2 separate regions of the Ovis aries genome follow, and region 2 is linked to region 1. A link is a contact called in public Hi-C data. All regions are on one chromosome and are shown on one strand. The core of a region is the stretch at or near the end of the contact, and the rest is flanking DNA. Distances in the headings are between cores, read along the strand shown. Region 1 holds the start of LOC101115931 (ATP-binding cassette sub-family A member 17). Region 2 overlaps TBC1D24 (TBC1 domain family member 24).

The links. A called contact is a pair of places that touch in the nucleus more often than the background predicts.
Region 2: a contact with region 1 is called in a Hi-C map of liver, with 5 times the contacts expected there. The contact joins the enhancer-like site here to the promoter of LOC101115931 in region 1. A contact is called at or near these places in 8 of 16 Hi-C or Micro-C datasets (blood, hypothalamus, liver and 3 more).

Annotation. Positions count from the first base shown.
Region 1 is chr24:2,352,343-2,358,513 of ARS-UI_Ramb_v3.0, forward strand. LOC101115931 (ATP-binding cassette sub-family A member 17) reads left to right here and starts at 3,506. Exons shown (of 30, transcript XM_027961952.3): 1 at 3,506-6,171. It overlaps ABCA3 (ATP binding cassette subfamily A member 3), which reads right to left and starts at 2,804. Exons shown (of 34, transcript XM_060406305.1): 1 at 2,640-2,804.
Region 2 is chr24:2,508,771-2,514,941 of ARS-UI_Ramb_v3.0, forward strand. TBC1D24 (TBC1 domain family member 24) reads left to right here. Exons shown (of 8, transcript XM_060406176.1): 2 at 844-1,915; 3 at 2,947-3,105; 4 at 4,245-4,308; 5 at 5,246-5,341; 6 at 5,581-5,803. The coding sequence starts at 951. Among named protein-coding and RNA genes, the nearest start is that of ATP6V0C, 13 kb to the right of the region's middle. Within about 2 kb of position 3,886, at least 6 of the 54 cell types and tissues checked have an H3K27ac peak or open chromatin away from gene starts, as enhancers often do. A contact at or near this core is called in liver and muscle, where this site is marked.

The DNA.
Region 1 (6,171 bases), core at 2,256-4,755:
AGGCCAGGTTCAAGGCCATGCTTCAAGGGCACGGTCATGTGGTGGCCGGAATGGAGTCTTAGTTGGTGAGTCTCACACTCAGTGCCATGATCTGTGGTGGTGGGCTCCTCAGAACCACATGGCTCTGAGTTTGCACTGAAGCTCCCAGCAACAGGTGATGGGGTATATTTTTAAACCAAAGGTGTGGCCCAGAGGAGGCTACAAGGGGAGAGTTCCACAAAGTCTGTGCCATCGCCTACTCTCTTAACCTTGGCTGCAGCCTCGGTCCGCTTTGCCATCCCACTAGCCTTCTGCCTCTGGAGGTGCAGGAAACGAGGTAACGAGGCAACTGAGCATCCCCAGAGAGAGGTAACCATGGATTTTCTGTAACAAGCAAGGCAGCAAGCTCATTAGCTCCTGCAACAGTGCCTCTCTGCCCATTGACTCCAGATCTCTCCAAATGTGGCGGACGACTCAGCGAGGCAGGGGGACAGGCACTGCCCAAGTCTCCCAGGACAGGGACGGACATCGCCTAATGCTTTCCTGGGGCTGGGACATAGGCCTTCTGTGATTTTTGTCGGCTTGGAGTATCATCCACTATTCCAGCCTCTGCTTTCCGAAATCCTTCCTATTATTTCCCAGACTAGTCCTCGCCCCTTCATGCAGCCACCACCGACAACCCTGACTGGTTTGGGGGTTCATCTTGGCTGCATGATGGAATTTTCTGGAGTGCTTTAAGATAGAAACTAATACCTGAGGCCCACCCCTGGAGATTCTGGGCTGTGGTTTGGGCCTGGGACTCTTTCCTGGGCGATTCTAACCTGCAGCCAGGGTTGAGACCTTCTGTTCTTGTCAAAAGCCATCCCTTCACCTCTGCACACTTGCAGCAGCTTTTCTGGATGTCCTGTGTGGCACTTATCTCATTCTGTCTGAGGTCAGTTACTTGGGAATAACTAATTTCTTTAGCTCTATCCCAAGGTCCCCAGTCGTGCACAGTGTCTTGCCTATCTCCCTCCCCAGAGTTCTAGACTGCTCTGCTCCCCCCACACCCCCAAAAGCCTCAAGAGCAGAGGAGTCTACTGTTATTTCAGGAAGAAGGGCTGGAGAAGAAACTGCCAATTAGGGAGTCTTACCTGGGCCTTCCCAGTTGAGACTAACTGAAAACAGGTTCCCATGAGACTTCCTGGCATATACACTGTGTAAAGCTAGTGACTTAAAAAAATAAAACAATGTGAACTCCCTGTCTTGTTCCAAAATGCTGTTTCATCAGAATAGTGATCGATAACCTTAGCGAAGGGATGATGTCATCCTGTTTGTTGAACGTAGTAAGCAACTGTTCAATTAAATAAAAACAACACCCTGAAAAGTTAGGTGGAGCGGATTCCCATGGCATCAGTTTTTACCTGTTTTCCCTTTCTTTTACTTTTCCAACGACCTTAACTTTTTGAAGGAAAACATTCTTAATCTTAAAAAAAGCAGCACCAAAGTGTTTTGAATCAAGTGATGCATGTGCTCAGGCGAAAAAGAGCCTAACTCTTCCACCTGCACCTCGCCTGCCTGGGTCTCCACACTGCTCCAAGGTCTCATCCACTCTTTCAACAAGCATTCCTGGAGTGCCTGACATGTGCCAAACTGCTGGCTATGTGCTAGGAGCGAAAGCCCCAACAAGAGCCATTCTGTGCCTTCAGGGAGCTCACAGCTCAGGAGGCAGAGAGGCAAGCAAACAGAAATAACCCTAGCAGGTAACTGTCTTTAATCAGGCAAAGTCCCAGGAAGTGGGGAGGGGCATTCATTCAAGGGACAAATATGCACCAGGCTTGCAACCTAAGCCTTCTTTTAGGAGACGGCCCCTGCCCTCATGAAGCTTACAGTCTACTTCAGGCAAGAGAGGATACCTGCTGCTGCTGCTAAGTCACTTCAGTCGCGTCCGACTCTGTGCGGTAAACACAAATTCATGCCAAATACAGACTGATCATGGGCACCAAGGCTGTTGAAGGCCCTTCCACCTAGACCAGGAGGTCCTCTTCCTTCGGTTCCCCACACAACTCCCACCACTAACAGTGGACCACTGGACCCCCACCCCGAGGCTCATGAGAAGGAGGGTTGGAGAGCAGGGCGGACTCCGATACGAGAATGCATTCCCACCCACACTGGGAATCTCTGCACCGAGAGATGAGGCAGCAGCATCCTTGGCGGCCCTGCCTCGGCTCCCCGGCCAGGGATGCTGCATGGCTTTCGCAGCAAGTGCTCAAACTGTCTGCCGGGTAAAGGCCAGCGGTTCTTAAGGTATGAAACGTCTGTCCACCCTCCTTGGCTCGGCACAATGGATTCCGCAGAGGTTCTAGTTCCGGGAAGGTTAAGTTTCTCCTAGGGGAGCGGCTTTGGGCAGCTGCCTGCGGGGATGGGGACACGCCCAGAGCTCTCGCCGAGGGGCAGCCTGAGTCAGGGCGGCCTGGCATTGCCGGGAGATGCACCTGCTGGCCCGGCGCCGGAGGCCGGTGGCAGGGCAGGGGCGCGGCGGGCTCGCAGGAGCGGCCGGGTGCCCGGACCGGGACGGGGACGGCCGGGGGGACGAAGGGCGTCCCGGGCGGGGAAGTGGCCCCCAAGCCAAGAGCCCTGCGAGCCAGCTCGCGCGAGATGCGGGTCCTGGCTGCACTCACCGACCCTCAGCGCCTGGGCGACGGCGGCCAGCGCTACCCTCTCGCGGGGTCCCCTCCCTCGGCTCCCGGCTCCGCTCTTGCCTCGCGGCGGCGATCGCTGCTGACAGCTGCCGGGCCGCCGCGGCGGGGAGGGGGCGCCTGCGACCAGCGTCGGGCTGAGGACCTGGTCGCCCCGGGTCCTGCAGGGGGCGCGCCGGCCGGCTCGCGCATGCGCAGCAGGTCGCCCCTGCGGGTGTCGGACCCGCCCCGGGGAAGCCCCGCCCCGACCCGCCCAGGCCCCGCTCAGTTCGCGCCTGCGCAGTGTTCCGCGCGTCCGCGACACGGTCGGCAGGGGGCGCGCGACGCGGGAGCCTGGGTGCGGGGTCCACCCGTGAGGAGAACCGCGTGGTCCACATGATTTCCAGGCAGCTGAAGTAGTCGTTGCCCGACTTCTGGCTTTCCTGGCCATCCTCCATTTCTTCTCCAGCACGGTCTTTCGTTGAGCTCTGGGCCTCTTCTCCCGACGCTAGAAGGGTGCTTTGCCACCATGGGCCTGGCGAGGAGACGGCTAGGCAAACGAGGCCCTGGGGAACATGGAGGGCGTGGAAATTTCTAGAAAACGGCCGTGGGGTCGGTAGGACGGCCCAGACTTCCCGGGTGTGGCGTTAGTGCCAGGGTCAATTAATGGGGTAGCGAGGCCTCGAGGGTCACCTCAGGCAGGAGGGTCGAGAGTCAGAGCCAGGGTCACCTCAGGAGGGAAGCCGAGAGAGTCGTGAGGATGGGTTAGGGGTCACCTTGGACGGGAGGGTCCCGAGGCCCGGCCGGGGTCACTGGGGGCGGAGGGGCTCGAGGAGGGGACGGCGCGGGGCCAACAGTCGCCGGGGGCTGGCTACTCGGCTCCTGACTGCCCGAGTCGTGAGCGCGGCCAGCGGCGCGTCGATTCCGAGGATCCTCCCGCGGCCCAACGTCCGCCTGCCGCAGGCTGCCTGGCTGCCCTTGGCTGGGCCTCGGGCGGCTCTTGGCGGAGGTCGCTGAGCCCGGACGCCGCCTGCTGACCAGCCGGGCTCCTGCCTACTCCGAGTGCGTCCCTGGGATGCGGACACGACCCTCTGAACCGTAAAGTAATGACCCGTGGCGGGAGCTTACTTCTGCCCCCAGACTCTTAATGGATTAGCGATGGAGCATCACAGAGCCCCGCGTCTTTACTTCGGAACTTATTTCACTCTCTGAAATGGTGTTATTTACTTGTTTGCCGTTCTTCTGTCTCTCTCACCAGAAGGTGGGCTCCAAGAGGGACGTTGTTTATAGTTCATGGCGACATCCTAGGGTCCCGGCACAGAGGAGGCATTTGATAAATATTTATTGAATGAAAAAGCCACAACGACCTGGCTTCAGATCTTGCCCGGATTCCCTAACTAGTGCAGGCCTGGCATTTAAAGTTCGTGAACCTCAATTTCCTATTCCTGCAATTAAAATGATAATACCAAACTCAAAGGTATTTAGTATTTCAAAATGAAATGGGAAAAACCATAAGTGCTGATTGCAATGCCCTGGGATCTGCAAGCAGAATATAACTAGAGATTTAATCTATACTGGTCTCTGTAATGAGTATTCAAAAAAAAATTGAACGCAATTACTGAATGAGTGGATTATTAATGTCACAAACATCTTAAAAATTGTCTCTCCCATCTTTCCTTGTATACTGGGCCCCTTCCCTCACAATGAAAGTATGGGGAAAAGCTCTGTGAACCTGGATGACTAGTCCTTCTCTTCACCCTGCTTCTCTTCCTTAATCTTTTTTTTATTTCAAGAACCAATTCTTCCCATTTCTAACTTAAGTTGGTTACTCCATGAGTTTTTTCAACCCCTTTCTAAACCTGATCACAGTTTTGCATAACCAAGTCCAGAAACAGAACTGGCTGACTCAGAATTTCCCTTTTATGGTTGGGGCTACAAGAAGAATGATCTTGTGGATCAAGGCAGAAAACTGCAGAGAGTTCTATATCTTTGTTCTTAATCATGTTAGGGTGCCTGCTATTGTAATTATTATCAATTTTCATAATCATGAACTGGGAGGGTGTGAAGGTCACTGGCAAAGGCATATTGTCACATGTAAAGATTCCAGGCTCTGGACTCCCAGTTTGCAAGCAGCTGCCAAATGGACTCTTGACTCACTTCAACCATCACTAAGGGCTTCCCAGGTGGCGCTAGTGGTAAAGAATCCATCTGCTAATGCGGGAGACCCAGGAGACTGGGACTCAATTCCTGGGTTGGGAAGATCCCCCAGAGGAGGAAATATTGGCAACCACTCCAGTATTCTTGCCTGGAAACTTCCAGGTACAGTGGAGCCTGGAGGGCTACAGTCCATGGGGTCACAGAGTTGGACACAACTAAACATGCATGTGTGTGCACACACACACACACACACACACACACACACATCCCCCAATCACTGAAAATTCCACCAGCCTTCTGCGGAAGGCCCGCTAAAAAAGCAAGGCTAACCTAAATGCTCCATCTAGTCTTTGTCCATTGGGAGATCCATATAATGGTCATCAAAGTACATAATAGAGCTGAGACCAGAACCCAGGTGTTCAGGTTCTTGAGCTCTTTAATACACTCTGGTATGTGAATTAGTCACATTCATATACCATGGATATATGCCTAAAAGTTATATGATAAACTTCTTTGGGTTCGTATGGCTCAGACATTGCTCAAGATTGATGGAAAATGCTAAAGTGGATAGTGACACTCATAATCAAATCTTGTGGCTTTACAAGCATCAGTAAGCCTAGTCATCATAATAGCTGGCTGACATATAGTGGGGCTTCCCAGGTGGCTCAGTGGGAAATAATTTGCCTGCCAGTGCAGGAGACACAGAGATGCAAATTTGATCCCTGAGTCGGGAAGATCGCCTGGAGGAAGAAATGGCAACCCACTTCAGTATTCTCGCCTGGAAAATCCCATGGACAGAGGAGTCTGACAGGCTATAGTTCACAGAGTTGCAAAGAGTCGGACAGGACTGTGTGACTGAGCATACACGCAGGACATATATAGTAATATATGTATATATACTGTATACATTTTTAAAATGAAAGCAGTATTGTAGCTCTATTTCATTTGAGGGGCACAAATAGTATCTATGTATCTACATATGCTTACATATGTGTCTTTTTATACAGTAGTTCAGTTCAATTTGGTTCAGGCCTCCCTGTCCATCACAAACACCCGGAATCCACCCAAACGCATGTCCATTGAGTCAGTGATGCCATCCAACTGTCTCATCCTCTGTCATCCCCTTCTCCTCCTGCCCTCACTCTTTCCCAGCATCAGGGTCTTCTCAAATGAGTCAGCTCTTTGCATCAGGTGGCCAAAGTACTGGAGTGCAGCTTCAACATCAGTCCTTCCAAAGAACACCCAGGACTGATCTCCTTTAGGATCGACTGGTTGGATCTCCTTGCAGTCCAAGGGACTCTCAAGAGTCTTCTCCAACACCACAGTTCAAAAGCATCAATTCTTCGGCACTCAGCTTGCTTTATAGTCCAACTCTCAC
Region 2 (6,171 bases), core at 2,636-5,135, 160 kb after region 1:
CAGTCGTGTCCGACTCTTTGCAACCCCATGGACTGTAGCTCACCAGGCTCCTCTGTCCATGGGATTCTCCAGGCAAGAATACTGGAGTGGGTTGCCATTTCCTTCTCCAGGGGATCTTCCCGACCCAGGGATCGAACCCAGGTCTCCCGCATTACAGGCAGATGCTTTAACTTCTGAGCCACCAGGGAAGCCCACCCATAATGGAAAGACGGTACCTAATCCCCTAATACCTCCGGCTCATTTGGTTCCAGAAATTTCTGATTCTGAAGCTGTGACACCTTCCATTTATTTCTCCACCCTCATGTCGTCTTCTCACCAGTGACTCTTCTGTGGAATGCCTGCCTGCAGCTTAGCTGCTATTTTTAGAAAGTTAAGAGCCGGTATCCAGGTTCCAGGCCAGCGACCGTGGGGCAGAGTAGGTGTGTGTCCTACTCATGACACACGGCTGGGCAGAGGCTGTGAGCCTGTGCGAGCTGGAACGCAGCATCTGGTGACCTCCTGGGGTCTTCCAGACCAGCGGCTCCTTTCAGAGGCCCCCAGGCTGCAAAGGGAAGAGTGAGGGCCAGGCGGGCCACCACCCCTGAGCAAAGAAGTGTTTACAGCTGAGTCAGCCTCTCAAAGCCTTTTCTCATGACCTAGAGCCTGTGTGACCTTTCCCAGTACCTGCAGAAGCCCTATGAAAAGAAGTTATGCTCCAGAATTCATAGTGAATTCTCAAGAATATCCACTTATCTTAAAGGGAAGCCCTACTGATAACTTTGTAGAAAGATTAAAACAGACTCTTTTTTAAAATGTAAACCTTCATGCCACGTGCGTTATTATGCATGGTTTTTAATCCTGTAGGGCATGAGATGGCAGAGAGGTTAGCCAAGAAGCCTCGGAGAGGGTGCCGGTGGATGTAGCTGCCCTTTGACCCCTCCTGCCCCCCGATCCTGGGCGCTCCCTGCACGATGCACCCCCCAGCCTACAACTGCTTTGTGGACAGAGACAAGATGGACTCAGCCATCCCAGACCTGGGGCCCAAAGAGCTGAGTTGCACAGAGCTGCAGGAGCTGAAGCAGCTGGCACGCCAGGGCTACTGGGCCCGCAGCTACGCCCTGCGGGGGCAGGTGTACCAGCGTCTGATCCGGGACATCCCCTGCCGCACAGTCACCCCTGATGCCAGCGTGTACAGAGACATCGTCGGCAAGATCGTGGGCAAGCACAGCAGCACCAGCCTGCCCCTGCCCGAGTTTGTGGACAACACGCAGGTGCCGAGCTACTGCCTGAACTCAAAGGGCGAGGGTGCTGTGCGCAAGATCCTGCTGTGCATCAGCAACCAGTTCCCCGACGTGTCCTTCTGCCCCGCGCTGCCGGCCGTCGTGGCCCTGCTGTTGCACTACAGCGCCGATGAGGCCGAGTGTTTTGAGAAGGCCTGCCGCATCCTGGCCTGCAATGACCCCAGCAGGAAGCTGGTAGACCAGAGCTTCCTAGCCTTCGAGTCTTCCTGCATGACGTTTGGGGACCTGGTGAACAAGTACTGCCAGGCGGCCCACAAGCTAATGGTGGCCGTGTCGGAGGACGTCCTGCAGGTGTACGCGGACTGGCAGCGCTGGCTCTTCGGGGAGCTGCCCCTCAGCTACTTCGCCCGTGTCTTCGACGTCTTCCTGGTGGAGGGTTACAAGGTGCTGTACCGCGTGGCACTGGCCATCCTCAAGTTCTTCCACAAAGTGAGGGCTGGGCAGCCGCTCGAGTCGGACAACGTGAAGCAGGACATACGTGCCTTCGTCAGGGACATCGCCAAGACTGTATCTCCCGAGAAACTGCTGGAGAAGGCGTTTGCCATCCGCCTCTTCTCTCGGAAGGAGATTCAGCTCCTGCAAATGGCCAATGAAAAAGCTCTGAAGCAGAAGGGCATCACCGTCAAGCAGAAGAGGTAGGCAGGCCACTGGGGCCACCTCTGGGGCCCACATGGGGTGGGGCCTGTGAGGAAGCACCCTGGGGGCTTGGGGCCTGAGCTCGTCCGGCCGGCTGGCCAGTAAGCCCTCCGTGCGCATACAGAAAACCAGCGGCCAGGAGACAGGGCCTGCCTGGCACAGCTGCAGGTGGCCAGGGCAGCTGTGGGTGCAGGGCCTGTGGCCAAGACGGAGGCTGGAGCTGACGGTGGTGCCCGTGGGCCCAGGAGGGAGCCAGGCTGGCCTCGCTGGGTTACTCTGGAGCCACTCTTGCTGCCTGCCCCTCAGCTCTGGGCTCCCGTGCTGGTGGGCCCCTGTCCCGAGCACAGCCACCTGGGAAGCCAGCCTGGGGAGGGCCCGTGTGTCCTGAGATGTCAGTGGCCACTGCTGTGCCCTGGCTGTAGGTGTGGAAACCTTTCTTGTGGGCCAAAGGCAGGCGTGTCCTGGGTGTTAGTACTTGCCACTAACGTCTCCTTGTCTGTTTTATTTTTCTGCCTCTTCTCCGTGTCCGTTGCTTCCTCCTGTTTCTCAGTGTTTCACTTTCTAAAAGGTAGGTCTGGAAACTGTGTCTCCACACCTGGCTTCTCTCTGTCTTCCGGCCCGGCTACTTGCTCTGGCTCTCAGGGCTGGCTTCAGCAGTGCTGCCCCAGAGCCTGGCTGATGTTCAGGCCCGTCTGTCTGTCTGTCTGCTGTCGGTGCTTGGCTGGCCTGGAAGCATTGTCTTGCCAGAGCTGACTCTCTCTGTCCCCGTTTCTTAGAGAAAGGGGGCTTCCGTTCCCGCCCCCAGGCTGGGTGCTCTCCCCTCGGTAGCAGGGTGGGAGCAGGACTCCAGGGCCGTTCTACCCCGTGCCCTCCTGAGGGCCCCTAGGACCAGGCTCTGACCTGGCTCCACAGGTAAGAAGCTCCCTCCAGGCTGAGCTCCCATGAGAGGCTCTCCCCTCCCGGGAGGGGTCGGGGTGCATGGCCGGGGCTGGGGCTGCAGCTCTGCTCTGACCTCTGCTCACTCCCGCAGGCAGTTCGTGCACCTGGCCGTTCATGCGGACAGCTTCCACTCGGAGATCGTCGGTGTGAAGGAGATGAGAGACATCTGGTCTTGGGTCCCCGAGCGGTTCGCCCTCTGCCAGCCCCTGCTGCTCTTCTCCTCGCTACAGCATGGGTACAGCCTGGCCAGGTAGCGCCCTGGAGGAGGGCCTGGGCCCGCCCCCTCTAGCTGCCGAGGTCTGGACTCCTAGGGCCAGGCGGAGCAGGAGGCGTGGGGTTGCCCAGCTCCTCAACCTGCCCTCACATCCTGAAGGTCCCGGTCGGGCTGGACCCAGGCCTGCGGACGCAGGCACCTGGGCAAGGCCCTGCCTCTTCCTGGGGCCTAGACTTGGGAGCTCCTTTTCTGAGCATCGCTCACTCCAGGGCCACCCCTGTTGCAGCAGTCAGGGTTAGAGCCTCTGTGGCACACGCAGGGCTCCACGGCCTCACTCAGGCGTGGCGGTCAGGAGCAGACTCCCCGCCCCGAGCTTACAGAACGTCAGGACGGCTCGAGGCGGCCGGCCTTGGGGACTGCTCTTCCGCCCCCGTGTCACCAGTCCATACCAGGTCCGTCTTGGCCCTGTGGGCTATGCTGGGCCCTGGCCAGTGTCCAGGGGATTCTGGCAGGCTTCTCCCGAGGCACCCCGTCTCTCTGGGGTGCTCTGCCAGGTGCGGCCCTGAGAGCCTCAGGTGGCTTCTGACTTTTGCTCTGCCTTGGGTCAAGGGCAGTGCAGACAGAGGGGCCCAGCCCATATGACGGGCACCGTAGAGTGCCACCTGCACATTCTGGCATAGCTAGCAACCCCTCTGTGGTGTGGGAGGCCCACAGAGGGACGCTAGCCAAACCCTGGACACTTGCGCCGGCACAGCAGTGGCCTCAGGCCTCCTCCTGGCTCCCTGGTGCTGCCAGCGCCCGAGAACGCTCTGAGCTTTCCCGGAGCACAGACCTGTTCCTCTGGTTCTGGCTTCCCCAAAGCACTTGGCGGGTGGCTATGTGCTAGAGGCCGTCTGCCCTGCCGCTTCTCCTCCGGGCATATCAGGGCAGAATGTCCAGGGCTCTGACCGCTTGGCCTGCGGCCTCCTGGCTGGGGCTCCCTGTTGGCAGAAGCGCCCAAGCCTAGGTGTTGCCATCTAAGCCGTGTGCCTGGTTCCTGGGAGAGGAGGACGGGCAAGTGTCAGGTCCGTCCGCCCTGGGCAGCCAGGGTCAGCAGCGGCTTGAGGGAGGCAGCCAGGGAGGGGGGCAGAGGCGGGCACTGCTGTCAGACTGGCAAGGGGATTCTCTGCCCCCAGGTTCTACTTCCAGTGCGAAGGACGAGAGCCCACTGTCCTGCTGATCAAAACTACGCAGAAGGAGGTAAGGACCAGCCAGGGTGACCCTGGCCCCTGGACTTTGGGGAGGGTGGGTGTTCCCTCATAGCCCCCACCCAGGTTTCCTGGGCTTAGGGGTACAGAGCAGGGCTTGCCCTCTACAGAGAGGTAAATCTAGCCTCCTCACATGACCCCCCAAGTTCCCAGGGCCTCCCTATTTCCCCGGGGGTCCAGACCCCCAGCCTGACTGGCCCGGCAGTCTAGAGGAGCTTTGCAGAAATGCCAGGTGAGCAAGGCCCACGCCCTCCTGCAGCAGTCTGCCGGCGCCTTCCCCTCCTCCACCCCAGCAGGTAGTTCTCAGAGCCTTGTTCTCTGCAGTGGCTGTCGTCTGGAACATACTAAGGGTGTCTAGAAAAGTGAGCGCCTCCGTCCTGGCGCGTCTGCGTGCGGTGGTGGCTCCCAGACGCCCAGCTGCACCTGCAGGACTGTCTCCTCAGCCTCAGACCCTGCGTCCGGCTCCCAGGAGGAGCCCGGGAGTCTGTGACAGCAGGTGGCCCGAGTGTCAGACACCTCCGTCACCACTCGGAGGGGTGACTCTAATGGTGAAATAAAGCACTTTGCTGGCTGATAGGAGGCCTGGGAAGTGTTTCTTGAGCAGGTGCCTCCTGGAAGCTTTCATCTGAGGGGCCTCCCGGGGCTGATGCCCATAGTCAGAGTGTGGACACGGGCTTGTCTCCAGGCTTCTGGGCCCAGGTGGGAAATGGAAATATCCCAGGAGCCATCAGCGGGCAAGGCAGCCTCCATACCTGAGCCCTGCCAGGCGCCCCTAACACACTCTGACCTTCCCGTGCCCCATTCAGCCCTGGCCCTCCAGTGGTCAGGGTGTGGGGCTGTGGCTGAGCCTCAGCTCTCAGCTGCCCTGAGCGCTGGGGGGCTCCCGTGGGCGCGCCAGGTGCAGCCTCCCCCTGGGCCTTCCTCCCCAGGTGTGTGGCGCCTACCTGTCAACAGACTGGAGTGAGAGAAACAAGTTTGGGGGCAAGCTGGGCTTCTTCGGGACCGGAGAGTGCTTCGTGTTTAGGGTGAGTGGGCCCCCTGCGGGAGGTCACCCCCTCACGTGACCCTGCTTACTTCCAGACACACCTTCCGTCACCTGCTGGGTGTGACCCTTAGAGGCGAGCTCCGAGAGCAGGCAGCCCTCTGTGGCACAGTGTGCGCCGGCTCCCGCCCCGGCTCGGGTCCTCGTGCTGGGCACGGACGATGAGCCCTGGGGGAGAGCGGGTGCCGTGAGTCAAGTCCTCACACCGGCCTTTGTCCTCAGCTGCAGCCCGAGGTCCAGCGCTACGAGTGGGTGGTCATCAAACACCCAGAGCTGACCAAGCCCGCGTCCCTGGAGTCCGCCACCGTTCCACCCTCCCCCAGCCACTCTGTGTCCTCTGAGCCCGCTGACCGTCTCTCGCCGTTCCTGGCTACTCGGCACTTCAACCTGCCCTCCAAGACGGAGTCCCTGTTCATGGCAGGGGGCAGCGACTGCCTCATCATAGGTGGGCACCGGCTCCTGCCTGTCCGCGGTCACTTAGCTGGGAGGAGGATACAGGGTCATAGGTGCCGAAGCCCCGGGCCAGTCCTGGTTGCCCCAGGTGGTAGGTGCCTCACCTGAAGGACAGACAGAGCCCCCACAGTGGCAGGAAGAAAGCAGCAGATTGTGGGGGGTGGAGCAGGCATGTGGGGAGCGTGGGGACCTGAGGCTGTGTGCTGGGGATGGGGGACAGGTTGGAGTAGAGAGCAGCCCCGTGGCCTTACAGAGGCCTCTGGCAGGGCTGGACAAGGCCAGCCCAAGACTCGCCTGGTCCAAAGGGAGAGGCTTGGGAGCAGGAGGAGGGTCCCCTGGGGCAGCGCTCGACAGAGGGCA